Regions from separate parts of the Mus musculus genome. Here region 2 is linked to region 1. Evidence: chromatin contacts called from public Hi-C data. All regions are on one chromosome and are shown on one strand. The core of a region is the stretch at or near the end of the contact, and the rest is flanking DNA. Distances in the headings are between cores, read along the strand shown. Region 1 overlaps P4ha2 (procollagen-proline, 2-oxoglutarate 4-dioxygenase (proline 4-hydroxylase), alpha II polypeptide). Region 2 has its middle 77 kb from the start of Cdc42se2.

Evidence for each region. Hi-C and Micro-C count contacts between places; a contact is called where the count stands out from the background.
Region 2: a contact with region 1 is called in a Hi-C map of cortical neurons, with 6 times the contacts expected there. The contact joins two enhancer-like sites. A contact is called at or near these places in 2 of 484 Hi-C or Micro-C datasets (both in cortical neurons) and 1 of 9 other capture datasets (embryonic stem cells).

Annotation. Positions count from the first base shown.
Region 1 is chr11:54,118,062-54,124,413 of GRCm38.p6, reverse strand. P4ha2 (procollagen-proline, 2-oxoglutarate 4-dioxygenase (proline 4-hydroxylase), alpha II polypeptide) reads right to left here. Exons shown (of 16, transcript NM_001136076.2): 8 at 5,087-5,280; 9 at 4,168-4,344. Among named protein-coding and RNA genes, the nearest start is that of P4ha2, 20 kb to the right of the region's middle. Within about 2 kb of position 1,858, at least 62 of the 459 cell types and tissues checked have an H3K27ac peak or open chromatin away from gene starts, as enhancers often do. A contact at or near this core is called in cortical neurons, where this site is marked.
Region 2 is chr11:54,707,044-54,713,380 of GRCm38.p6, reverse strand. No RefSeq gene overlaps it. Among named protein-coding and RNA genes, the nearest start is that of Cdc42se2, 77 kb to the left of the region's middle. Within about 2 kb of position 3,545, at least 21 of the 459 cell types and tissues checked have an H3K27ac peak or open chromatin away from gene starts, as enhancers often do. A contact at or near this core is called in cortical neurons, where this site is marked.

The sequences.
Region 1 (6,352 bases), core at 609-3,108:
ACTCTGCTTGGTTCATGCATTTATATTCCCTGAACAAGGCCTTCCTTGACAGGCCCACACAATAGTCTGGGCTTTGATGATTCCACAACACTCAGACTCAACCTGAGGCTTCTCTTGACTTGGTCAAGTTTTCCCACCCTTCTGCCAAGAAGCTATCCAAATACTGTCTGCTGTGCCTCCTGCCTTGCTGGGCTCCCACTACTCAGCAAGGAGACAGTTTCCAGTCTCTTGGGGCCCTCCTAGAGTCAACAAAGTAAACAGCAGGAATCTGAAGTATGTGGGTGCAGAAGCCACCCATTATGGGCAAACCATACATACACACATGTGCACACGTACACACAAACACACATACACACACCCTTTACCCTAGTTCCCAGTCTCCGTATAAAGGCTTAGCAAGTACTGCCAGCAGGGATAGACGTGTCTACAGCAGGATACAGATACCTTATCTGTGGTGTGGACTGTCCTAGTGGGCTCAGATGATGTGGGCCTGGTAAGGAAGACATGTCCAGACAGAAGTACAGATGAGCCAAACAGAATATTGCTGACTCTTGCTTTTAATAACTATTTGATTGGTACCTACTGTGTGCCAGGTGCTAAGCTGGGTGACCGAGACATGACGTCTGCCATCATATAACTTGGTCAAGTGGAGACAGTAGAAAACCGGTCAGGTAATTGTAGCATACTACTAAAAGCTCACGGGTGAGCTGTAATGTCCCGTGGGAGAGCAGCCAAAGGATTGCAGTGGATGGGTACGGTGGAGAGCCAGGCTGATCCAAGTCATTATTCTCTGAGGCTCTCATGTGTGGAAGGAATGTCTGAGTCTTGGTGGGCTTAGTAATGGCCTGGGACCCTGGCCTTGGGGAGCTGAAGCTTTGGATCCTAAAACCAAACCCTTCCCACCCTAGGGGCCTATAGTTGTCAGTCCCAAATTTGTGTGCTCCTCTCTGATGCCCTGTATTCCCCTTGTGCAACACTGCCTGATTAGCTTCCTGCTGACTTTGTCATACTGTAGGATAGCTTTTCAGTGGCACTGTCTCACTTATACCCTGAAAACAGTATATACGGTGCCAAACTTCTTTAAAAGCTGTGTGACAAAAGACATATCTTATTCGAGACCTCCTGAGCCCACCTGTTCTATCTTCTTTATCTCTGAACCCCCTGGTCCTTCCTCCTTAGGACCGTGCCCCTCTACTGGTACAGGTTAGGGTACCAGGCACCTGGAGTCCTGTACATTACAGCAGCGGGGAAGGCCCGGGATGAAAGGGCACTGGCTACACAGGCTGAGGCTCCAGGATGTAGTGAGATGAGGACAGGCTGGGGGGAAGAAGAGATGAGGTCTGCTGCCATCTTATGGTCAACCTGAAATAGGGACAGCCTTATGTAAGGGAGGGATGGGACGGCTACAATATAAGGACTATTGTGCCACCTTATGGAAAGGTGACACAGAAGAGACCAGAATGGGGGAAAAAACTAACAGAATGCTTGAACAAGGATCAGGGCAAGAGATGGCAGTGGCCTGGAACAGGAGGTGACAAGAGAGATGGAGAAGAGAGCCATAACGGAAATGTGGTAAGGAAGTAAATTGGCCCATCTGGTCACTTTGCGTCATAACATTCTAATGTGAAGATGGCAGCCAGCATACCCAGCGAAGACGGGTTCCCCAGGCTATGGTCCTTCTCTGAGCCTAATGGATAGTCATCCCTGCCTGGTGACATCCATCGCCACTAGACAGTGCAAACATTGGAGCCTCAGCATTGGCCTGGTGCCCGAAAAAAGACTTTGGGCAGCTGTGTTCTGCCCTGGGGACAGACGGGGCTATTTTGAAAGCAGACTGGGGACTCACAGACAGCTGCCAGGCATTCTCCACAAGCCAAGCTAAGCTCATTGGCCCCACTTCAAAGCCAGAATAGCATCTGTCTGTCCTAGCCTCCGGAAAGAAGAGGTCAGTGAATGACGGCCAATGTGTATGCTTGTCACACGGCTCCTGTTCAAAACACAATTGTCCCAACGCCAGCCACCTTCCTGATTCATGCTTCTCATGTATGCACATGCACACAGAGAAATGTTCAATGTCTGAGACTAAGGCAGGTAAGGAATCTCTGGAGATTTCGGCTTGACAGTGCCTCTCTCGGTTAGAAACCCAGAAAATAGTTTTCTTTTCTCGAGGACTTTGTAACTGACCCAGGAAGTGAGATGAGTCCCGGTTACAGTTGTCTATACACGTTGACTAGACTGACTCTCGGTGACATCTGTGACATGAGCAAGACCCTGTCTCCAGATGTGCTAGGTCTTCAAACCAAGGCTGTGCTAAGGTTCTGGAGGCTAATACAGGAACCTCTGAGGTCTGCTCATGAGCAGAAGTCCTGGCCATCTCAGTCACTACAATTCTACTACACACAAAGACCAGAGGAGCCAGCTAACTCCTCCCTCCCCATGACCTGTGATGGGAGAACATGGGGGAAATGGCAGCCCACAGTTCTCTTCAGAAGAGATTAAATGGGATCAAGTCATCTATGGGCTAGGCATCCAAGAATAATTGTATCAACCTGACATATATACAAAACCAACAGTCAATAAGCATACAAAGCAGAAATACCAGTTGGATTTCCATGATACTCAGAAACAAGACAAGGATGTCTGCTGCAAAAATGTTGTAGAAGTTCCAGGCAGCTCAATAAGACAGTCAAGGCGAAGGAGTTGTATTAGGAAGGCAAAATATCTTCTTGCTTGCAAAGGACAATCCTACTGAGATAACCCAAGAAAGTCGGCCCAAAAAAGGACTAACTTCTACCACCTCTGGTCCACACAGGCCAGTTTTCTCCATTTTCTCAAGGGAAAATAAACTCTAATTATCACCATGAGGTACATTTCAAAACAAATAGTTAGGCATAGCAGGCTAGGAGCATGGAGCGGCTGAAGGAGTGCTTGCTTAACACATGAGGCCCTGGGTTTGATTGCCTGCATTGTAGAAAATGCTATAATATTATACTTCTGTAATTCTGTAATTCTAGCCCTTGGGAAGTGGAGGCAGAAGGGTCAGAAGTTCAAGGTTATCCACATATTCAGATAGAAAGATAGATAGATAGATAGATAGATAGATAGATAGATAGGTAGATAGATAGATTGATAGATTGAAGCCAGCCTGAATTACATAAGACCCTATGTTAAAAAAAAGAAATATGCAGGGGCTGGAGAGATGGCTCAGCAGTTAAGAGCACTGACTGCTCTTCCAGAGGTCCTGAGTTCAATTCCCAGCAACCACATGGTGGCTCACAACCTTCTGTAACGGGATCTGATTCCCTCTTCTGGTGTGTCTGAAAGTGTACTCATATACATTAGATAGATAGATAGATAGATAGATAGATAGATAGATAGATAGATAGATAGATAGATGTAAATAATTTAGCATATAATAGTAAACTAATATAACAATGTAACCAGTTAAAATACTCCCGAGAAGAAAATTCACAAAAACAAACCAAGGACTACTAAGCTTAGTAAAAAATGTATAAAGTGTGTTTGAACTGAAAAAGTAAACATATGAATAAATGGAGAAGATGAGGGATATCCAGATTGTATGGATGTATATCCTCCTCCAAGTCAGACAGTTCACTGCAGCTGTCACTGCTCACTGCAATCCTCTCCCTCACTGCAGTCCTCCCCATCACCCCTCACTGCAGCCCTCCCCCCTCACTGCAGCCTCCCCCTCACTGCAGCCCTCCCCCTCACTGCAGTCCTCCCCCATCACTGCAGTCCTCCCCCATCACCCCTCACTGCAGCCCTCCCCCTCACCGCAGCCCTCCCCCTCACCGCAGCCCTCCCCCTCACTGCAGCTCTGAGGTCCCACTTTTCTGGAACTATGCATTTCCCCAAAAACAACCCATATGCCAGCCCTTCAACCAGGTGAATTGGTACTTGTTACTGAGATGCCCTGCTCCCAGCATGACCTGCTGTCATAGCTTATGTCTGCCCCTCCTGCATCCCAACTTTTCCTTCCCTAGTAGGCCACGAACCTTCAAGGTCAGCCTAAGTCTGCAGCATGTCAAAGAACTCATGCTAGCTATTGGTGAGAGTGGGGAACAGACAAACTTCTCCATAGAGGTAGCAGGAGGGACTGCACCCCACCCTATTCAGTGCCCCAGCAGGACCCTCAGAGACACCTACTTTGGGCTTAGCAATCTCCTTGATCCTCTCGATTTCTTCGTCGGACATCACATCATAGTACCTGACGATGTGTGGGCTGTCCCACTCGTCTTCCTCTTTGAAGGGGGCGATGAGGAGCTGTGGCACTCTGTTTCCATGATGGTACCTACAGAAAAGCTTCTTCTGCCTCCGGGGTGTCTGCGGAGCACAGAGCACAGGGCCTGAGCAGAGTGAGTCCTTACTCTCGGTCCCAGACCGGCTGTCTGCATGCACTGGTCTCACCCTCTATGACCAAGACTGTTTTCAGCTTCACCACAGAAGAAAACCTCAGTAGGAAGTGACCTCACCCCAATCACACAGCTCCCCCTTCTCTCAGAAGATCACTCATTTCCACAGCCCCTGTGGCAGAGAGCACTCCACGACCCTTTCCATGGAGATTAGAATAAGTCTGAAGGACTATTGATGGGGGGACGCCGTTCCACACAGAAACTATTGAGAGCCAGTCAGGGGTCCAGGAAAGGTGAGAGCCTCCCTCATGCGGAGCTGTGAAGGTCACTGGGACCCTGTGGCTCTCAAAACAAACCCCAGCAAGTACTGTCTTTGTTTACCACTGCATCTTACATGTCATTTACACGACGACTACCTTGGGGACCTGAGGTTCATCTACACCCATCGTTTTCTTCAAACCAATGAGTCAAATGATAGCTAGGCACACTGGGGTGAGTGGGACACACAATAATGCCCTACAGGATGGTACTTGGTACTTCTCCCTGTAGCACCAAGGAGACAATCTCCTGCCCTGTGCATCAGGGAATGCCCACCTACCAGCCTCAGCAGATGTGGAGAAAAATACAAATAGGCAGTGGAACTTTCCATGGTGCCTGCCCAGAGCCAGCGCTCAGATCTCCAGCCTGACCACCAGCCCCTTCCCAGGTCTCACCAGTTTCACGCCCTCCCCTCGACACAGGCTCTCGTACACATCCCTCTCAGGCAGGTAGTCCGTGGGCCTCTCGTACAAGTTTTCCTGGGTGGCCAGTCCGGCGTCTGTCTGATTTGACAGTGATTTCCCTCTTTCTTCCTCTAACAACCGTTCAAAGTACCGCAGATTCCCTCCAGCTCGTTCGTGGCTTGGGTCTGGGAAAGGTGAAAGGTGGGAACAAGGAAACAGCAGACATCTGTGAGATCATCTACAGAAACTGGTCTGCGAGCTGCTTCTTGCCCAGCAGCCCATGGGTACCCTATGCTTTGCTGGCTGCAGCACCTAACCGGGGCACGCCACTCAGGACCAAAGAGCCAACAGCTCCTTCATCTTGTCCAATGATGAGGGAAACATGTCATCGAAGCAGAGCATGTTTACCTAGTAACTGGGGACAGGGGGAGGGGAGAATTCCGTCTCAGGTCTCCTGGAGGCCCCTCAAGTTCTGAATTCTGCCTCCTCCCTGTAATTAGCTGTAGCAATTTAAAGTCATGCCCCTCAGACGTAGCCTGGTCTAGCAACCATACCACACACTGGCTACAGTTAGGGGACAAGCTGAGATACTGGTGAAAGAGAAGGGCTGCAAGGCAGGCCAGATAGCTTGGCAGGGAAAGGTGCTTGCTGCCAAGCCTGACAACCTGAGTTTGATCCCCAGGACCCACACACTGTGAAATGAAAGAACCAAGTCCCTAGAGTTCCACTGTGGCACTTGCATACTGACCCACACGCACAATTAGTTAATTAAATATCATCATAACTCTTTATTTAAAAATAGAAGAGTCACAGCTCTGGTGGACATCACAATATCTGAAGCAACCACCACAGCAGGATTTCTGTGTCGCTCTCTAGACAAGTCTGAGTGAGTCCCAGAGATGTTCAGTGACGTAAGGTGAGACCACACAGGAGAAGAACCAGGATGTCCTGACCTCTTACTAACTCACTTGATAGGATCTATAAAGCCCTCTCCCCTTGTTGGTCTTGCAGGATGCTCACATGTGAGCTGACCCCACACTTGGGCCCCTGGAAAACAGTGACAAAGCCAAGCCCTCGCTGCTCCGTGAAACCCAAGACAAAAACATTCCCAGGTATTAGTAAGAGGTGCAACTAGCAAGCTTTAAAGACTCAGTGCTTTGGGCCTTGTTCTGTCCCTCATCACCTGACATACAAAGTACACATGGCATGCTAAGTCCTACTTTAGACCTCAGGTCACCGAGAGCTGGGACTGCTGTC
Region 2 (6,337 bases), core at 2,296-4,795, 590 kb before region 1:
GTGTGTTAGTATAGATGGATAAAGGTACTATGATGGCAGCTATTTCTTAACCAGCTAATTCCCTAGTAACCGCACAGAGAGACTAAGATTTATTAAAATTGCCTTGAGACAAATACTGAACAATTATCACTCCATTCTAAACTTCCAAGTTAGTCAGGCTTCCTCCAAGACATATCTTCATATTACTTGCAGTTCTTTATCTTTTCAGACATATCTTCATATTACTTGCAGTTCTTTATCTTTTCTTGTTCCCTCTCTATTCTCCTGATGTTTTCTCGACCTCTCCTAGTGGCTCTCCTCCTTCACTTCCTGTCACTTCCTCCTAGAATGGGAAATCCCTCCCATTTTCTCTAAAGCTCTGTATTGGCTTGTTGGCTTTTATTGGCAGGCAGAGAATGAATGAGGAGCAGCATTTATATAAACTTGAGGCAGGAGCTTCTAAGAAGAAATAAAACAAAGCCCCGTCCAGATTGAAACCAGATTGTTGGACAGAGAAATCAGCATTTGAAATAATACAAGGGTAAACTTCACACAGTGTACCAAAATACTCTGCCAACTTTCAGTTTATCACTAGGGAACTCTAAAATAAAAAAGATAAATTACTGAACCCTACAAGAACAAGTAAGATAAAGAGGGGAAAATATCAAGCATTAGAGATGATCTAGAAATACTGAAGTTGGGTAGATAAACTCTAGGTGCCACACTGAGAAACTGCTTGGAAGTATCTGTTGAAGTAGAAATGAATGTACTCTCTTACCTTACTTAGATAACACACAACAGAAATGCAGTGGGATATTTTTTATCAAAACATTTACAGTAGGATGTTTATAGCAGCAGTTTACAATAGCCAAGACCCCTGGAACCAAGTATCTGTCAACAACAGGATAAACAAATAAGTCTTATATAGAATTTTATAAAGCATTAAGAAGGACTATCCTTTTCAAATAGTGCCACTGCTGGATGAGAAAGCATTTGAAAAGATAAGCTGTAGGAGCCATTGTCATTCAAGCCTCCACAAGGGCCCATAGTTGCTAACTCGTGGTCAACCTCAAGAACAGAGCAAGTAAGTCAACAAACAGTCAAAAAAAAACTTCAGTTATGCTGGGCAGTGGTGGCACACGCCTTTAATCCTAGCACTTGGGAGGCAGAGGTAGGTAGATTTCTAAGTTTGAGGCCAGCCTGGTCTACAGAGTGAGTTCCACAACAGCCAGGGCTACACAGAGAAAAAAACCACCCCACCCCACACCCACTCCAAAAAAGAACTTGAGTTATGCAAGCTACACAACGTCAGTCACAGTTCCAGGAACAAAATGGTGGTCTCCTGGGGCTCAGAGATGGATTTATGAGATATGGAAGTGTGAAGGTTGGTAAGAAAAGTCAAAGCCTCTAAGGCCACCGAAGCGCACACAAGCCTACTTAAGAAGCTAATTTTATGTTGTTTGTACTTTACTACAGTTTTTACATTTTCTCCTGCCCCAGTCCTAATGAACACCCAAGAAAGACTGACAGGCGATGGGAGGGAAGACCATGGGCACCAACACAAGTGGCTCCAGTGGCAGCTAAACCTCTTTTAGTCCAGTTTGCTCACAGCAAATACACCTGCCTCCTGGCACGCCTCCTTCCCAGCATCCCATTTCTAGCCACTTACCAAGCCCAGGGCACTGGAGCTGAAACTGCTTGGTGAGCACTGGATAGACGCTGACTGCAAAAATTCATGGACACTTTACCTTTGCCTTCAAAGTAAGTGTTAAGTTCAGCCCTGGAGTCCCATCATGTTAAGGAGCTGAGAAAAACTTTTAATTCTTTTCCCTCTGTGCATTAGAGATTGAACCCAGAAGCAAGGTGCATGCTCTGCCACTGGGCTGCCAGAGGCTATTTTCTAGTGTTCATTTTGACTCTGGGTCTCATTGAGTGGCTAGACTTGCAGCTGGGCCACCAGGCTCTGCTGTCTGCCATTCTATCATCACCAAGTACCTTAGATACTTATCTTGTTGCTGTGATCAAACACCTGACAAGGAGAAACTTGGGGGTGGGGCGCCCCTGACCCCTCTCCCTTTCACACACATGCTCATGAGTTGCCAGGAAAGACAAGGTGAGGACCCAGCCATCTGTGGGTGCTTGTCTGGGACTCCTCACAAGCTCCACAGGCCACCCCAGGGGCCTACTTCATCTGAAAGCACCACAAGCCAGGGATGCATTCAGACATGGCGCTCATAAGCCTGTTTTAGACTTAGGCTGCCAGGGTTGGCCAGAAGAGCCGAGAGGAAGCGGAAGAGAGGTTTCCTCCCCTCTGCTGCTTCCCCATCAGGCCTCTGGTGAAGGAAGGTGGGGCCTTCACCAGCCTCCTCTTCCTTAGATTGGGCTGGAGCACTGGGGACCAACTTTAACCATTAAGTATATTGTCTTAAAGTCTCCTCCTCCAGTCCTGTGTAACATTGACCTTCTGCGACTTGGCCTCAAGTTTTGATGTTTTGTTTTGTTTTATTTAATTTTATTCTATCTAGAATAATTTAACCCCTTTATTAGAGATAAGATCTCAGATTTATATCATTGGTAACACTTCTTATGGGCTCATTGACCCTAAGGGAGTTTACATCTCAGCAGTAGCTTTAGAAGTGTCAGGAACCTTGAACATTCCAGTCTTCCTGGGACCTGACAACACTGCCCATTTCAGGAGATTACATCACCCCTTTACCAAAAACAAAAGGGCTGGGCTGCTGGACAAAGCTGGGAAGGGAGAGAGGCTGGGGACATTTGTTTTGCTTGATGCTCACTGCCCAGGTTCTGGGTGAGACTTGTTTGAGATCTAACATACAGCATGTGACAATTTTCCAACATGACCCATACCCAAAAGACATTTTTTCCTCTATAGGAATGAGCCCAGTGATCTAGATATTCACAACTACTCTGCGTGTGTCTGTAGATGGAGACAGACAACATGAAAAAGTTACTAAGTATTCCCTCTCTTAGGAAGACAAGGATAATATAATTATTCTACTAAGCAGAATAACGTTGCCTGTCCAACAGCTAACATTCTTTTTTCTTTTTAGTATCTGTAACCCTGGGACTACTAAGCAGCCATAAAAACTTATATCTAAGGGTCTCAAAAGCTGTGGCATCAGGCTGCTTCCTTAGACTACCTATGAAAAGTAAAAATAAAATCAAAAGTATCCAGGTGTGGAAGGGCAGAGACAAAGGTAGACAACAGGTATAGACAAAGGAGTCCCAGTAACAACAGTAAGATCATATTGTCTCAGAGGAACTGGCTTGGAGACCCAGTCTAAGCAGCAGGCACTAGGATACACTAAAGCATCTACCCACAGTCTTTCTCCCCAGAGTGCACAGCTAAGGGACTTCCCATAGAAAAATTGGCCATGTACCTCAGGGGCTGTTTTGAGGTGGGGCCCTGAATCCATTTGACTAGAAAGGTTTCCAGAATTCCCGGGGTCTGGGCAGAGGGAGGGGAGAGGGAGAGGCTGCTATACTCCTGCCAACACAGTAGCTCAGGCCATCCTGCCCAGCCAAGTCTGCAGAGCAGAGCTCAGTGGCAGAGACTATAATGTCTGCTCATAACCAGATGGAGGAGCTCTTCCTTTGCTGTTAGCAATACCAGTGCCATTTTCATGTTCTGAGCAGGATCCAAAACTCCCTCCTCCTCGTGGGACAAGTCCCTTGTTTCAGTTGGTCTTTTTGTGTCAAAAAAGAGATCTATGGGAGAGCAGCTCAACTCCAAGGAACACGTGAACAGGCTTTAGGGGTGAACATGAGCTTGCAATCTAGTTTATCCAGCTTAATCCAGCTGAACAGGTGGCTGATTTCCTCAGAGAAAGGTCTTCTTAATCACCCTGGAAAAAGGGGTCCCTGCAGCATACATACAGGCAGAATATCCACTCATAGGTTCACTCAAAGCTTACAACATTCCCTCCCAATGTTTTCGTATGGGAGACTTGACTGTCAGCCCTCTTAGGAAAGATCTCTGGAGACACACATCCCTACCCCACCTGTTAGCTTTACTACAATGCTTCCTTAGGGCTTGATCAGAGCCCTCTTAGACCCTGTAGGATCGAGACCTGGAGTCCAGTCTCAGTACCTTGCCTTTTCCTGCAACTTCCTGTTTGAGATTTCCTTATCTCTCAAAGAATCTGGAGTAGTGACCAGTATTCTGGAGAATCGGTAAGTTTCCACCTTCCTGGGGCTCACTCCTCTTTTCCCTCCAGCTGAACAGTGTTTCCAGCAGCACAAGAATCCAGGGTGTAGGGACATCTTGCTGGGGCCTCCACATGCTATAGAAGTAATAATATGTCTTCCCAGTGAGGAACACTCCACACATTCAGAGGTTAATGAAAGGAAAGCTCTTTGACAATACTACACAACTGATTCTAGCTAATATACAAAAGGGGACCGGCCTTGAACAGAAGTTTTTGCCAGCTTGTGTAGTCTTTAGGTCTATTCACTCCACATATGCTCTCATCCTTTTTCAGGTCTCAGCCCCAAGTTACACTTTGAATATCAACAGAGACAGGAGGCTGCAAATTGGACACTTGGACAGATGGAGGTTTATACAGCAAAGCTATTGCCAGAATTATTTTAAGGACACTAGTGTTGTTGAATAGTTACTCAAGTTCATCTTCCTACCAGACAGAACTATGCTATTCCTGATAATAGCACAGGGCATAAAATGCCAGATCAAGATTTAATGACTGTCATGACACTGCACAGCCCCTGACGCCCATGTTATTTGCTATGGGGATGGGCCTAGTGTGTGGTTGTAAGTCAGGGTTGTCCCTTGCTATGGGAATGAAGTCCAACTGGAAGTCAATTTTAGTGAACAAACATTAACAGAAACTTCCTCAGCAAGCCTAAATCTCAGAAAATTTGTGGCACAAATTTTCTATAGTTTCTAAAAAGCATGGTTAGAGTTAAGGCCTAGCTAACTGTTACCTGGCTAGCCCGCCATTTTGTGTTGTTACTAATGTTATAAGGAAACTTTCTCATGTGCTGTTACTAGGATGTTCTGTGCTTTGCTGTTCTTGGAAACCAATCACAACAGAACAACGGAAGTCAGTTAGAACTGCTTTGTATAGTTAGCCACAATAAGCTTGGACCTGAACCAACCACCCAACAGCACTTCCCACAGGGGTGGATGAGCTTTTATGGTATTTGCCTTTTATAAGCTGCCCCTGGGATGGACCCCAACATAAGAGAGATACCTGCACCAATGTAAGAAACTATTTGGAGTAAGACTTTCATTCTGAGTAGGGACTGAGTAAAGTTTAAATTCCTAAGTTCTCTTTAGGAACTGGCATGGTACTTGGCAGAAAGAGACATGTCTGTGTTTAACTGGCATCCTGGGTGACAAGTTAAGACATAAATATTAGACAAGTCCCATCCTGGTTGAGACATTAAGACATGAATGATATAGGCAAGTCCCCTGCCACAGTTGAATACCCCAACTCCAATGGGAGCAGGCCAAGTGTGCAACAGACATGTTCCTAAGGAAATCCCCTACCCCTAAATCCTGACTGGTGAAATAACTTGGTACAGATGTTTTTAAAAGCCCTATGGGATCTTGACACATCAGTCATTCCTAAGGCTGACATGTGGCCCTGATCAGTCTTGGGGTGTGGCGTTCAATAAACCATTCATGATTTGACTGCGATCAATGTCTGAGTGGTTTGTGTGGCGATTTCCAGGCTCCCAACCGTTAACACACTAAGATCTACTTTATTTCCTAAGCAAGTTTTTCTTTTTATCTTTTGGTTTTTCAAGACAGAGTGGTTGCCCTGGAACTCAGTATGTAAAATAGGCTGGCCTCAAACTCACAGAGATCCAGCTGCCTCTGCCTCTCAAGTGCTGGGATTAAAGGAGTGCGCCACCACACTAGGCTATGGTATTTGTTTCTTAAAAGTAAACCTCCCATTAGGGGACCACATATCAAATACCCTACATATCAGATACTTATGATTCATAAGAGTAGCTAAATTAATTATGAAATAGCAGTGAAATAATTTTATGTATAGGTGTCACAACACAAGGAACAGAGTTGAAGAGTTGCATAGTTAGGGAGGTTGAGAACCATTGCTTTAGCACATCAACTCTATTGTATCAGGTTTCTCCTGCTCCTTTCCACTTCTTGATGGTCAGAAGCAGGCGCACAGCCACCAGCCCACCGCATGGAACCATGGGCGCTCTGTCCCACAGAATCTGGCCAGCCTGTAGCCAGGCAGCTTGTCAGGCTCGCCTTCAGGTTTCTGTCCCTAAAACTGGGCCTCCATGACAAGGAAAGCATGACAGCCCAGCTGGGTAAGGGGTGAGGCCCATGCCTAGAAACAGCTTG